Linked DNA regions of Danio rerio: region 1 is linked to region 2. The links are chromatin contacts, called in public HiCAR-type maps. All regions are on one chromosome and are shown on one strand. The core of a region is the stretch at or near the end of the contact, and the rest is flanking DNA. Distances in the headings are between cores, read along the strand shown. Region 1 holds the start of snrka (SNF related kinase a). Region 2 holds the start of ano10a (anoctamin 10a).

Region 1 (6,393 bases), core at 286-2,785, 150 kb before region 2:
GTTAAGAGGCCATGATGGACAGAGGCCAGTGGGCAGATTTGGCCAGGATGCCAGGGTTAAACCCCTGCTCTTTTTCAAAAGACATCCTGGGATTTTTAATGACCACAGAGAGTCAGGACCTCGGTTTAACCTCTCATCCAAAAGACAGCGCTCATTGAGTATCCGCTTGTTAAGTGGTGACATGTTTGTGACGTATGTAATACTGTTGCCGGGTCCAAGCCGCCATTCATTTGAGTGGAGAAATCATTCGTTTATGATCACGTTGTATTCCTATCACAAATTAAAGTTAATTTTACATAAAGTCATAGTGTACACAACAATCTCTGGGCTTGCTGCATAACAAATACCAAAATTTTACAATTTATAAAAAATGTATCACTTTCTGGCCATCGGATATTAGGCATGGACATATATATACTGCGATCGTGATTTTCGAAAGCATTAAATCGCTTTGTAAACGTTTATTATTACAATTTCATGAGTCTCCCCATTTAGTTGAATAGAGCGCTTGGGCCCGGAAGCCGCTTCGCGTGACGTCACACTTAACAAGCGGATAGAGTATTGACCTTATTCTAAAATGTGGAAGTGCGCCTGTTTTCGCGATTGTCTTAGAACTTCCGTTTCAGTCGCCTATGGGGGAAATGACAAGGAATAATAAACGGCAAAAAACGGTCAAACTACTTGCTCTACAAACAAATGTTTGCATGACTATACAGACCAAGTAGAATAATATAACAAGGAAATATCAGTTTGCAAGATCAAACAGCGAAACGAGCAGTTTTTAATGTCTAAAAATGAATGGAAGTGAATGAGACCGGAAGTCTCGTTCTAAAAAGATTCAAATGGCAGCGCCCGCTCGTCTGCGGAGAATAAGGTCAATAGAGTCCCCATCACTATACTGGGGCATTAGGACCCACACAGACTGCAGACCCTGCCAGCCTCACTAACACCACTTCCAGCAGCAACCTAGCTTTCCCATGTGGTCTCCCCTGCAGGTACTGACCAGGCGCAGCCCTGCTTAGCTCAGTGGGTGACCATGTAAGAGTTGCAGAGAGCTAGCTGCCGGTAACATATTAAATTAATGAACAGGCTTATTTGTAATGTCTGTAATCCTTTTCATATACGACTTTCTGCTTTATTTGAAATGTCAGCGCTTACAGTTTACTGCAATTCAGAGTATAGATACCATAAAATTAAATGGGATCCAGGTTCCCTCATCCAAAATTCCCAGAATGCATTGCAATGTAACAATTCTCATTCTCTTCATTTGCAGCATTGTTTAAATATACTAAATACTATGTTTGCAAATGAAACACCGACTCCTAACGTTGTTTTAACATGAAGGAGAAATTTGCACCCTGGAAAATTGCGAAAACACGGGCTTGGCCACGTCGCGCCACCTGTTGGTGGTATTTTGTCAGTGCAGCTCAGCGCAATGTGTCTCATCCAACGCTTCTGTGCAGTTCACGGGTTTTCAGGGCGGAGAGCGAGAAGCGCTGAGAGTCGCACTTCCACCAGCAGTCTCTCCACACATACACACACACTGATCAGTACTAAACCTCACACACACACGCACACACACACGGGGCTGGACTCACAATCAGCCGGGTCTTACCATTGCCGTCTTCGGCTCCACAGCCGCCTGAACATTTGGGAATTTCAAGTGGTTTTAATGTTCGCCAGAGCGAGCGGTAAGTCAAAGCTTTGTGTGATAGTGCGTTAGAATGCTAACACGGTTAGCCGGTTAGCATCTGTTTAGGACAATATTACCGTGGGCTACACAGCATCCATTAATGCGGTTGTGTTCTTGACAGCTGTATGCATGATCTGTGGGAGCAAACGATGCTGGATCGGCCTGGTTTCAGCGTATGTGTGGTCATCACCGACTGTGTCAGGAGCGTGTAGCCAGTTAGCTATTATTTATATCCCCTTCCTCTATGGATGCATGGAGCTCGTAAGGAGCTTATGGGCCAGATCAGGCCTGGCATGCATGGGCATATGAGGTTTGCTTTCACATTATGTGCACATCACCAAACATGGATGCTTTCCCTCTCTTTGTACGTGTAGATTTGTTAGCATCGACGCTAGGAAATTGTTTCGTGATGGTGGACGTTAACTAGTCTGTTTTGTTCCAGGATGTACATTCCTAATTGCATCCCATCAAGAAGACTGATGTTGTTGAGTGTGTATCTTGGTAACTGTGGTTTGAAGCTCTCAGCATTAAAGGTTATATCCATTTGTTGTGATCACATTACTGCTTGTCTGTGTTTGCAGGTTTCGTTTTAGTCTAATGGTGTTATGGACACTAAAACGCTGATATTTGCTGGATTTGGTGCCTTAAAGTCTTCACTTAGAGCAGTGGTACTCAAACTTTTTTCATCAAGTACCACCTCAGAAAAAAATTCTCTCTCCAAGTACCACCTAAATGAGCAGTATTGAAATTCAGTAGTGTAGTAGGCTCAGTAAAGCAGCTACAACTCTGCACAGTTAAAAAAAACGTGGCAGATTACCTCAGAAATATAGGCTATATGTCATATATGGCATATTGAATACATCATTTTTGATAAATTTTGAAATGTATTTAGCATGTACATGACATATTTCATTCCTCCATGTACCACTAGAAGGAAGCCCGCGTACCACTAGTGGTACACGTACCACAGTTTGAGAACCACTGACTTAGAGCATTAATTGTTCATTAGTCCTTTCGGACTTAATTGCAGAGGCAAGTAGAGTTCAGGAGATCAGGTTCAGTTGTAGTGCTGTAGACTTGATCAATATATCTCATGTCACAGTGGAATGTGTAAGGTGTGGAGCACGTTCCTTCAGCCTGCTGTACTGTAATCTTGTTGTTACGCAACCTAGAAGGTAAACCTGGGCCCATGACTGCTGGCCATTTGATTGTACTGTTTATATGAGTAATAACCATAACTTTTGGACTAACTTAGTGGTTTAAAACAGCGACACATGCCTTAAAGGGACAGCTCACTCAAAACTGAAAACTGTCATCATTTACTCATTCACTTGTCACAAACCTGTTTGAGTTTCTTTCTTCTGACGAACACAAAGAAGGTTAAAAAAGAAAGAAATGTAAGAGCTGTAACCACTGACTTCCATAGTATTTCTTGGTCATAACATTTTCTTAACTGACTTTGTGAGGAAGAAACACCCTCCGGTGGTTTCTAAACCTGTTTGGGAGTAAATTTACATTTTATGGGTGAACTATCCCTGTAACCCTGTACTGAATTTGAAACATGCAAGGCCTCTAAATTGCTAGCATGATTTGGAGAAAAAATGAAATGTTGTACACCATTTAAAGATAAAAAAGCAGACATATGAATAAATGTGTTGGTAATAATTTAATGTGAATATTTACGAAACCTTCCAAGTCAAGGATCGAATATGCTACAAAAGGCATTTTGGGGGAACGAATTCTGTATCATTCAGTCATTGTTGGTCTACATTACATTGATTTTCAGGACACAAAATCAAAGACACTGCTAAGCTGATCTCACCAGCCACTTTGTTAGTACCTGGTTGGACCCCCTTTTGCTTTCAGAACTGCCTTAATCCTCCGTGGCATAGATTCCACAAAGTGCTGGAAATGTTTTTCTGAGATTTTGCTCCATATTGACATGATAGCATCACACAGTTGCCGCAGATTTTCGGCTGCACATCCATGATGTGAATCTCTCATTCCAGCACATCCCAAAGGTGCTCTATTGTATTGATATCTGACTGTGGAGGCCGTTTGAGTAAAGTGAACTCATTGTCATGTTCAAGACACCAGTCTGAGATTATTTGCGCTTTATGACTTGGTGTGTTATCCTGCTGGAAGTAACCATCAGAAGATGGGTACACTGTCGTGTGAAAGGGATGGACATGGTCAGCAACAATACTTGAGTAGGTTGTGGTGGCGTTGGCACAATGGTCAATTGGTACTAATGGGCCCAAAGTGTGCCAAGAAACTCCCCCACACCATTACACCACCACCATCAAGCTGGATGTATACCTAGTGCCTCATCGCGCACCTCCGCTGGCTGCATGCACATTTCACAAAACGGACGAGGCTTTTATACTTGACGTGTTTGCCGTTGTGATATTCTTTAAAACAAAAAACCCACTGTAAAGTAGAGCGGATAAACAGAAAAGTAGGAAGTTTCCGAAACTCTGTAATATCATTAATATCGTTCAAGTTGTGTATTATTTTTATAGATTAATTTAATGATTATAAAGATTTTTATAACTATTCATGATTTTTTTTAAATCAAACTTTGATGCATTACTTGCTTTTGTTCATATCTCGGACAGTTCTACCTATTAAAGTTTTTTCAAATGTTATTAATAACAGAACATGGGCTACTCTACAAATATATTTTTTATTATGGTAAAGAATAAAAGCAAAAAAAAAAAAACGACACTTTCTAAAAAATACTGCCTTTTTTATTTAACCCACTCAACAATTCACACATTACTGTTTGGCTAGTTTGTCCTCTACTGATATGCTAAAAACGCAATAATGGTCCAACATTATTACCAATAAAGCCTAGAAAAACAGGCATCAGTATATTGTAAACCGATAGGTTCAAATATTTCCAGATATCAAAGAGATATTGTGGCACTACATTTCAGTTTTGTATCTATTACATGTTTTAAGTTTAAAATTGTAATATATACATCTGTGTTAACCTTATGAATGGTGGAAAAACATGTTCTTTAATTGTTTATTAAAACCACCCTGGTCTCCATTTTTGCCATTGCCTCTTTTTTTTGGTTGTAACAAACTTATTCCTCAAGTTTTTCCAATCTTTTTTTTTACAACAACTTTCCTCCTTTTCCACTGCTGTTGCAATTTCTAGCCAAGAATTATTGGTCGTGCGTTTTAGACTAAAGTCTCAAAAAAAAAATCATGCTCTCCGCCAGCTGAAATCATGTCGTGAGCACCCAAAGTGAATCTCCGCAAACACATCGATGACGTCACATTCATTGTACGTACTCAAGCGAACTAGCAAACGCGCCGAGTATAAACCAGGCTTCAGCCTGAACCATTGATACAAGGCAGGATGGATCCATGCTTTAATGTTGTTGATGCCAAATTCTGACCCTACCATCCAAATGTCGCAGCACAAATCGAGACTAATCAGACCAGGCAATGTTTTTCCAATCTTCTATTGTCCAATTTTGGTGAGCCTGTGCGAATTGTAGCCTCAGTTTCCTGTTCTTAATGACAGGAATGGCACCCGGTGTGGTCTTCTGCTGCTGTAGCCCATCTGCCTCAGGGTTTGACTCTCTTCTGCATACTTCAGTTGTAACAAGTGGTTATTTGAATTACTGTTGCCTTTTTATCTGCTGGAACCAGTTTGGCCATTCTCCTCTAACCTCTGGCATCAACAAGGCATTTGCACCCACTGAAGTTGGCTCACTGTATATTTTCTCTTTTTCAGATCATTCTCTGTAAACTCTAGAGATGACTGTGTGTTAAAATCCCAGTAGAATTTTCTGAACTTTTAGAAGGTTTGATTATTTAAAAAAAAAAAAAAAGGTAAATGTAAATGTAAAATACTGTACACTAGAGCTGCACAATTAATCGTTAAAAGATTGCAATCTTGATTCGACCCCTAGACGATCTTAATCTAGCATTTCTACGATTCTGCCAATCTTATTTTCAAGTTCAGGAGAGAAGAAAAGGCGGCTGCACAAGTCTTTTCATTGTTTCACACACGTTGCTCAGTGACATTGACACCTCCAAATGATGTTGAATGAGTCAAGTACTATATTTATAAGGTATAATTCACCTAAAAATGTTTTTTTTTTTTCTTAACAATGATGTTTTCGCGATCGGGAAATCACACGTGACATGAGCTGCTGACCGTTAGCTGTTATCACAGAGAGGGCGTGCTTAATGATAGACGCGCGCGCCTACTTTAGTGAACAGAATCTGCATATGTTGCGAATAACAGGTAATACAGTTGCAAATAATATTTAGTTTGTGTCGCAGAGTGATCGTTTGGGAGTCGCGCGTGAAGTATGTACAAGTACTTAGCAGTCAGAATGAAACCGAAAGTGAGCACTTCGTTTAAATGATCATATCGCATTTTAGAGTTATGATTACGGCAAGCATTTGGTATGTTTTTTCTTTCATTGCGAACCCACAGTTGTGCATGAAAATAAATGTTTACAATGTCAGTATAACTACTCTAGCCTATATATTGTTGAATCTAATCTGATAATGGCAAATGTCTGATTTTACCAGTGAATTAAATTGTCTAATATGACAGATTGCAAGCATAATAGCATATATCTCAAACATAATAATTCAACATCAGAATTATTATAAGTAGAATAGAATTATTTATAGAAACCAGTAGACCTACACATATTATTATTATCGAT
Region 2 (6,674 bases), core at 708-3,207:
CGTGTGTTGTGAAGGACAGATCTATCGATCCTCGAAATCATGATCAGCAATGCAACGATTGGCTGACGGCACAGCAGCGTAATGACATCATCTGATTAATATTCAATTATCCATGTGAGCAAAATTACATCAAATTAGCAGTATGGTTTGATAAATATGACACGCAATAACTTTCCACATTTGTTGTGCAGGCTTTACACTTTCATTTGTCAAGAGTATTCATCATGTATTTCAGTGCATATCAATGTATTTAGTTCCACATTTAGAAAAGATTTTCTTTATTATAGTAACCATTTTTTAATCGGTGTAAAGAATAACTGGATGTTTACAAAAGCCTTTTCATATTGGTAAAGGCGTCTGCAACTTTCGTGAAGCATCAAATCACCGTCATATTAACTATCAAAACATGTTTACGACTGCATTAATGTATTATTTATTTTTTTATGTTGTGCATTTCTATTATACACAAATTGTACTAAAGCAATCTAAAAAGTTCATATCGATAAGTTTTCTCTTTGCACCACGAGGTGGCAGTCTTTGTACTTTCATTTCGAGGGTGCAGATTGCATACGTTTTATTAATTTATATAACTTTATTTATTTTATTAATAACTATAACTTTATATATATATATATATATATATATATATATAGTTAAAAATATTTACTATTTTCCCAAGTGTATATAACTACTACTGTAAGAAAATATCAGAATTCGATTAATACTTTATCTATTTTCTTTGCTTGAACTGAGCCGATCTAATCCTGTCTATATGAATGAACCTGCTCCCGATCAGGTTTGACCTAGCAGAACTGTTGCCATGACAACAACTCTCGGATCAGCTTTGAAGAACGAAACGATCCTGGATCATGTCAAATCGTCAATATCCAAATCCAGCTAACTGAGTAATCCACGTACGAAGAACAGACCCTAGATGTGAATGCCTATTTTTCTCAACATTCTTCAGTATATCTTCCTTTGTGTTCAACAGAAAAAAAATCATAAACATAAGCAAATGGAGTAAATGGTGAGGGGGGAAAGTAGTGAGGAAATGTACATTTTTGAGTAAACTATAGCTAGAACATCGGCAACATACAGTAGACAACATTTGAAGTTGATGAATAACTCAAATCTTGAGTTTTTAAAATTGTCCCAAGACAATAATCAATGCTGTTGAACAGTTTTAGGACATGAAATGTTTTGATCCACATTGAATGTTGACCACTGTATATAAAATAACAACTTAAATCAATATAAATTCCAGATAAAGGAGTAAGACATGGCACATTGTGTTTGTTTACATCTATCTACCTGCTGTTGTTACACTGTCTAAAGAGATTAATAATGCATGTACTGTACAGTATCTGATAAAAAGGGCAGTCCTCCATCTTCTAAAATGCCGCATAAGCTGTTAAAGGAAACATTACGTTATATTTGAAGAGGAATTCATCTTGAAACAAAAAGGGGGAGAAGTACCAAAGGTGTGGCAAAGAAAGATGCACAAAATAATAAACCTGAAGCGGTTTCCCAGAGTTTGTGGATATGGGAAATACAGCATGTGATTCTCATCACAGCTAATCCTTTTCTTGAGTGTCCTGACAGTCATCTGAGTTCATCTTCATCATGACAGATCACTGGGCGGAGCTAAACACACATGCCCGACAAGGAAACACTCAAATGCAAGGCTATATGAGACCACAGTTACAAACATGCAGACAGTTAACCTACAATTGTCACTTTCGTTGCCGCTTTTCGATACCTAAACGCTTTTTAAACAGCATATTAATGATACAAAGCGTGTGTCAGGCCTGAACACTGACATGTAAACAAACTGTGTATACTCACAGTGTTGCACGCGCGATCAGCTGCCCGGAATGCGAATAGACGTCAGTCCTGCACATTAGACACCCATTTAAACCGGTTGATTTAAAACCCCTGATTCGGTTAGTGTGATATTTGAAGTGTATGGGTCGGAGAGGTTTAAAGTTGAGGCTGACTTCCTCCACGTCACCGAGATGACACAGCCCTAATTCTAGATCACACCCACCCGCCGCTCAAGCCTGCTATACAAACACGAATGAGCAAGTGATTTATCAACACTGATTTAATCGTGCACTTAGTAAAAGTGCCTGAAATAATAGATAATTTGGCTTGTTCGCATGCACGCTATTATACTTTTATATCAGAGAGTTAACGTTAAATAAAATAGCAAATTGTGTATGGCTTTAAATGGGTCGTGTGCTGTAAAAAACGACTTCTGAACTGTACATTTAATGCTGATAATAATCACTACAGAACTGGGAAGTGTAGATCAGAGTTCACTGTTGACGCTCTGTCACGTGATCTACACTAGTGAATCACTTTTTTTTAATGAGCCGGTTCTTTAGAACTAATTGATTCACAAGGCATAATGCATGTCGTTCCGAATTAACAAATTAGTTTGGCACAATCTGAATTCGAAACAGTAATTAAACCAAGTTAATAATTGTTTTGTTGATACACTACAGAAATTACAACGAAATTAGGAAGATTTATGTGACTGGTTATGTTCTTTAAATATAGCGTTTGTTTTCTTTTAGCAATCACAAAGTAAAATACATGTATTTTGTAATGTGTTTCGGAAATAGTAGAACTGTTTAGCGAATCAAATAATGTTTTTTTGTTTTTTGTTTTATTTAGTAATAGCATTTTTATGTCCTCGTGCAAAAATATAATCCCTAATATCTGACTGTTTTTCTTTTTGTCAATTTGTAATTCTCTTGTTCTCAAAATCTCTTGCTATGTTTGGTTCTCTGCACTGCCTTTGTGACTTAATTCGGTTCGTTCAGATCACTTTTCAACTCGTTCGATTGATTCAGTTAAAAGATTCGACTCACAAGAACAGTATGTTCCTGATTCGGACTGTGGCACAGGTCTGACAGAACAACACTGTGTTAAAAACATGGCTGAGGAGACTGTGTTAGCGGACACCGGGTGAGTGTGACGCTCTTAACACATAAGTATTTATATAAAAAGTCCTTAATGCTGTTTATTATATATCAAATGTACGTTATTATTGTTGCTCTTTATTTTCACCTGAGTTTGCAAACTAAGTGAACTGCAGTCAACCTTGCTGCTCTCTCTCTCTCTCTCTCTCTCTCTCTCTCTCTCTCTCTCTCTCTCTCTCTCTCTCTCTCTCTCTCTCTCTCTCTGTGTGTGTGTGTGTGTCAGGACACAAATGTTTATAATGACATGGATATTACACAGATATTACAAGGAGATGGTGAAATATGAGGACATTGCTGATGTTCCTATTTCTCAAAAGCATATGAATCATACAGAACTTTTCATACAGAGTTTCCTTTTAGAAAATAAAATTAAACAGGTTCCTGTGAGGGTTGGATTTATGGATAATAATAATAGAATATAATGGATAATAAAGATAATGGAAACCTATGGAATGTCCCCAAAATTAAGAATTAATGAAAAATAAACCTGCACTAAAAAACAAACCTGAAAAATGCTGGGATTTGTGTTGACACAACATGAAGGAATTGAGTTACAGATTTAGGTGGATTGAACATAAAAACAATTCAGTTTTTACAAAAAAAAGAAAATAAAAATAAAAACTCAAGAATTTTTTTTCAGCTTATGTTAAATAAGTAGCTTGAACAAACAGCAAACATCATTGTGTGTTTCAGGACACAAAAGTTTATTACACAGATATTACGAGGACATTGCTGATGTTCCCACCTCTCAAAAGTGTATAAATCATACAGAACTTTTCATAATCATAGGCGTTTCAGTGTGGAGTTTGCATGTTCTTCCTGCATTGGCGTGGGTTTCCTCCGGTTGCTCCAGTTTCCCCCACAGTCCAAAGACATGCGATATAGGTGAATTTGCCGTATTGTATCTGTGTAAATTTGAGAGTGTATGGGTATTTCCTAGTACTGGGTTGCAGCTGGAAGGGCATGCGCTGTGTAAAACAAATACTGGATAAGTTTGCGGTTCATTCCGCTTTGGCAACCCCTGATGAATAAAGGGACTAAGCCAGAGGAAAATTTATGAACGAATGAGTTTGAACAAACATCAAACATAATTTTTTCGAGTGCGTGTGTGTTTGTGTGTGAGTGTATGTCTGCATGTTACTTCTTTCTTTTCATTCTCACATGTTAATTTCTCTTTTAACACCAAACTCTCTAATAATTAATTGCCTGTATTGATTGTGTGTGTGTGTGTGTGTGTGTTGTGATATAATTATTACAGTATGTCTTTGATTGACAGACGTTTGATTTCACATTCTCTTGGCTTTAGACTGGCACAGCGTGCACTGATATTACTTGGTATTCATAGTCTCTTCTACAGCGTTTTCTATTTCTTGGACAAGAAAGTAAGGTAAAATATGTCCAAATATAATTTACAGACTAACTCTACTAAGTGTCCATACCATGTAACGCATCAGTATATGGTCGCTTTACAGTGTTCATGTTATTACATAAACACAGTCCTTTCACAACCTATAGGCTACTGAATGGGAACCGGTTTTCTAAATCAAATCTTCAAATCTTTTTTTTCACATAGTTTGATTGGATGTACTAAATGTTTTCTTCTCTTTGTGGTTTTTCTTCTTTTCCTAATAGTGTTTTAGTGTCATTTCTCAAGGAGCATTTAAAAAATCTGAATTTTTTTCATTACAAACAGTTATTAAATCAGTTATTATAACATTATATTTGATGACATGTTGATGACATGGTTTATGACCGTTATGTAGTGCATAACATTGCATGTGTTATAGAAAGTGGACTTCTTATTTGTTTTGGTTTCATTTAAGTTTTGGGACATTAAGAATCATCACTTTTTAATCAGTATATGAGTTTGTTGAATAAATGTGCATTATTTATTTATTTATTTATTTATTTATTGATACCATCAGATATTTGTAATAGTTTAGTAATGTATTGAACTATCATATAATTCACTGCAGTTTTTTTGTTTAATTTCTAGTCCAAATTAGGGCTCTGATTGATCAACCAGAGATCGATATCGGATTGATAATCACATCTAATGACTTGATTGGTACTCGCTGATCTGTGGTGCATTTCTGAAAACCATCGTTAGCCAACTAAGGTCGCAAGTTCGTTACAAACATAATTTGTTGATTTGGCATTACCCAAATCCATCGTTCCAACGAACATTCACAAACCGAGTTGCAAACTTGTACACTTGCAACTACACCACTGGAGCTGTAGTTAAAAACATAGTTCCTGGCTGTGCTCTATTTCCACTTATCCCCCTATGCCCTATTAATTTAGAGCATTCCAACATTTAAACGTGAAATTATAAAAAAAAAAAAAAAAACATTTTTAGCGATCCTTGCAATTGCGTTCCCTTCGCAGTGCACTTTGAAGACACTAATGTCATTTTGAACACAGCTGTGGCCCGTGTCATGATGAAAGCTATAGGCAACCTATTATTTAAAAGCGGAATTTATGTTACACCTCCAAAGCTTGTGAAAACAAAAAACAAAGTACATGTTAATGCTTTAAATTTTTTAGTAGGTTATTTATTAAGAAATGTAGCCTACTGTATATGACATGAGCCTGTTGGTTTGAACATTTCTGCAGTGGTTTGCATGTGTCGAATTATAAAAGTGGAATTTTCCAAAAATTAAAAATAAATAAACAAAATCCTACTTATTATTATTATTAATATTGTTTATGCATGTGCGTATAAAACAATATTATTTGCACAAAGAAATGATGGGGTTCTTCTCTAAAGTAGTTGTTACTCCACCCCGTTTAGAGCATCATTATGGGCATTTTATGTAAAAATTACGTAAGTAATTTATAGACCTACTTCCTTTAAATAAAGAAGTATTTGATTCATAGGTGTGCATTTCAACTTCTTACGCATCAAATATGCGCTCCAAACGTTTTCTTGATTGAGACATGTTTAGTTGCATAAATTGCATTCCAAGTTGCATTGTTAGTCTTATAATATAATCATATTAGAATATAATATACTTATAATGAATACTTAATAATAATGGTTAGAGACTTGTTTAAGGGATGAAATACAGCATCCCTAAATTATTCTCTTGGGTAAGAAAAGATCTCCACTTAAGTATCAATCTTAAAGGGAAAATGTACTTCATGTGTTATAAAGCTTGAAGCATCAGAACGGTACTCTGTATCGGCCGATTACCACAACAAGGCATCAGTACTATCGGCTGCAAAAATCCTGATTGGATCATCCAAATATCTAAAAATGTTTATATAAAGAAGCATTTTCTAGACAAAGTGAAAGATATCATCTTTTTTCAGAAATATAAAGTGAAAATTAAGTGAGTTTTTCTTTAAAATAAGCATAATAACCTGCAAATATACCGAAGCAAAAATGAATATTTTACTAATCCTTATTTTGGAAAAAATTTTGCAGCTTATTTTGGAAAAGCTTCATTTTGTTTTTTTTACGTATTTCTGAAAATAGGACAACTTTCTTTGTTTGTCATTATATGCAATTATTTTTAGATAGTTGGAATAGAAACAAGACACAAGTGTAACATGGACACTGTAATGTACAAACTTTTTATACATGGTTCTATTAATTTTTCTCTCTGTCTGTCTTTGTACTTATCTATCTACATTCAATCATTCATTCAACGTTTTTATCTGCCTCATGTTTGCTCTTTGGAG

Evidence for each region. HiCAR-type assays count read pairs that join an accessible place to other places.
Region 1: a HiCAR-type map of caudal fin shows a contact between it and region 2, with 5 times the contacts expected there. The contact joins the promoter of snrka here to the promoter of ano10a in region 2. A contact is called at or near these places in 1 of 18 Hi-C or Micro-C datasets (an unstated tissue) and 2 of 4 datasets of contacts at active chromatin or transcription factors (caudal fin and embryo).

The regions. Positions count from the first base shown.
Region 1 is chr16:8,467,309-8,473,701 of GRCz12tu, reverse strand. snrka (SNF related kinase a) reads left to right here and starts at 1,535. Exons shown (of 6, transcript NM_001193327.2): 1 at 1,535-1,691.
Region 2 is chr16:8,313,164-8,319,837 of GRCz12tu, reverse strand. It overlaps ano10a (anoctamin 10a), which reads right to left and starts at 1,957. Exons shown (of 14, transcript NM_001030206.1): 1 at 1,846-1,957. abhd5a (abhydrolase domain containing 5, lysophosphatidic acid acyltransferase a) reads left to right here and starts at 2,883. Exons shown (of 8, transcript XM_005157867.6): 1 at 2,883-2,973; 2 at 4,294-4,374. The coding sequence starts at 2,942.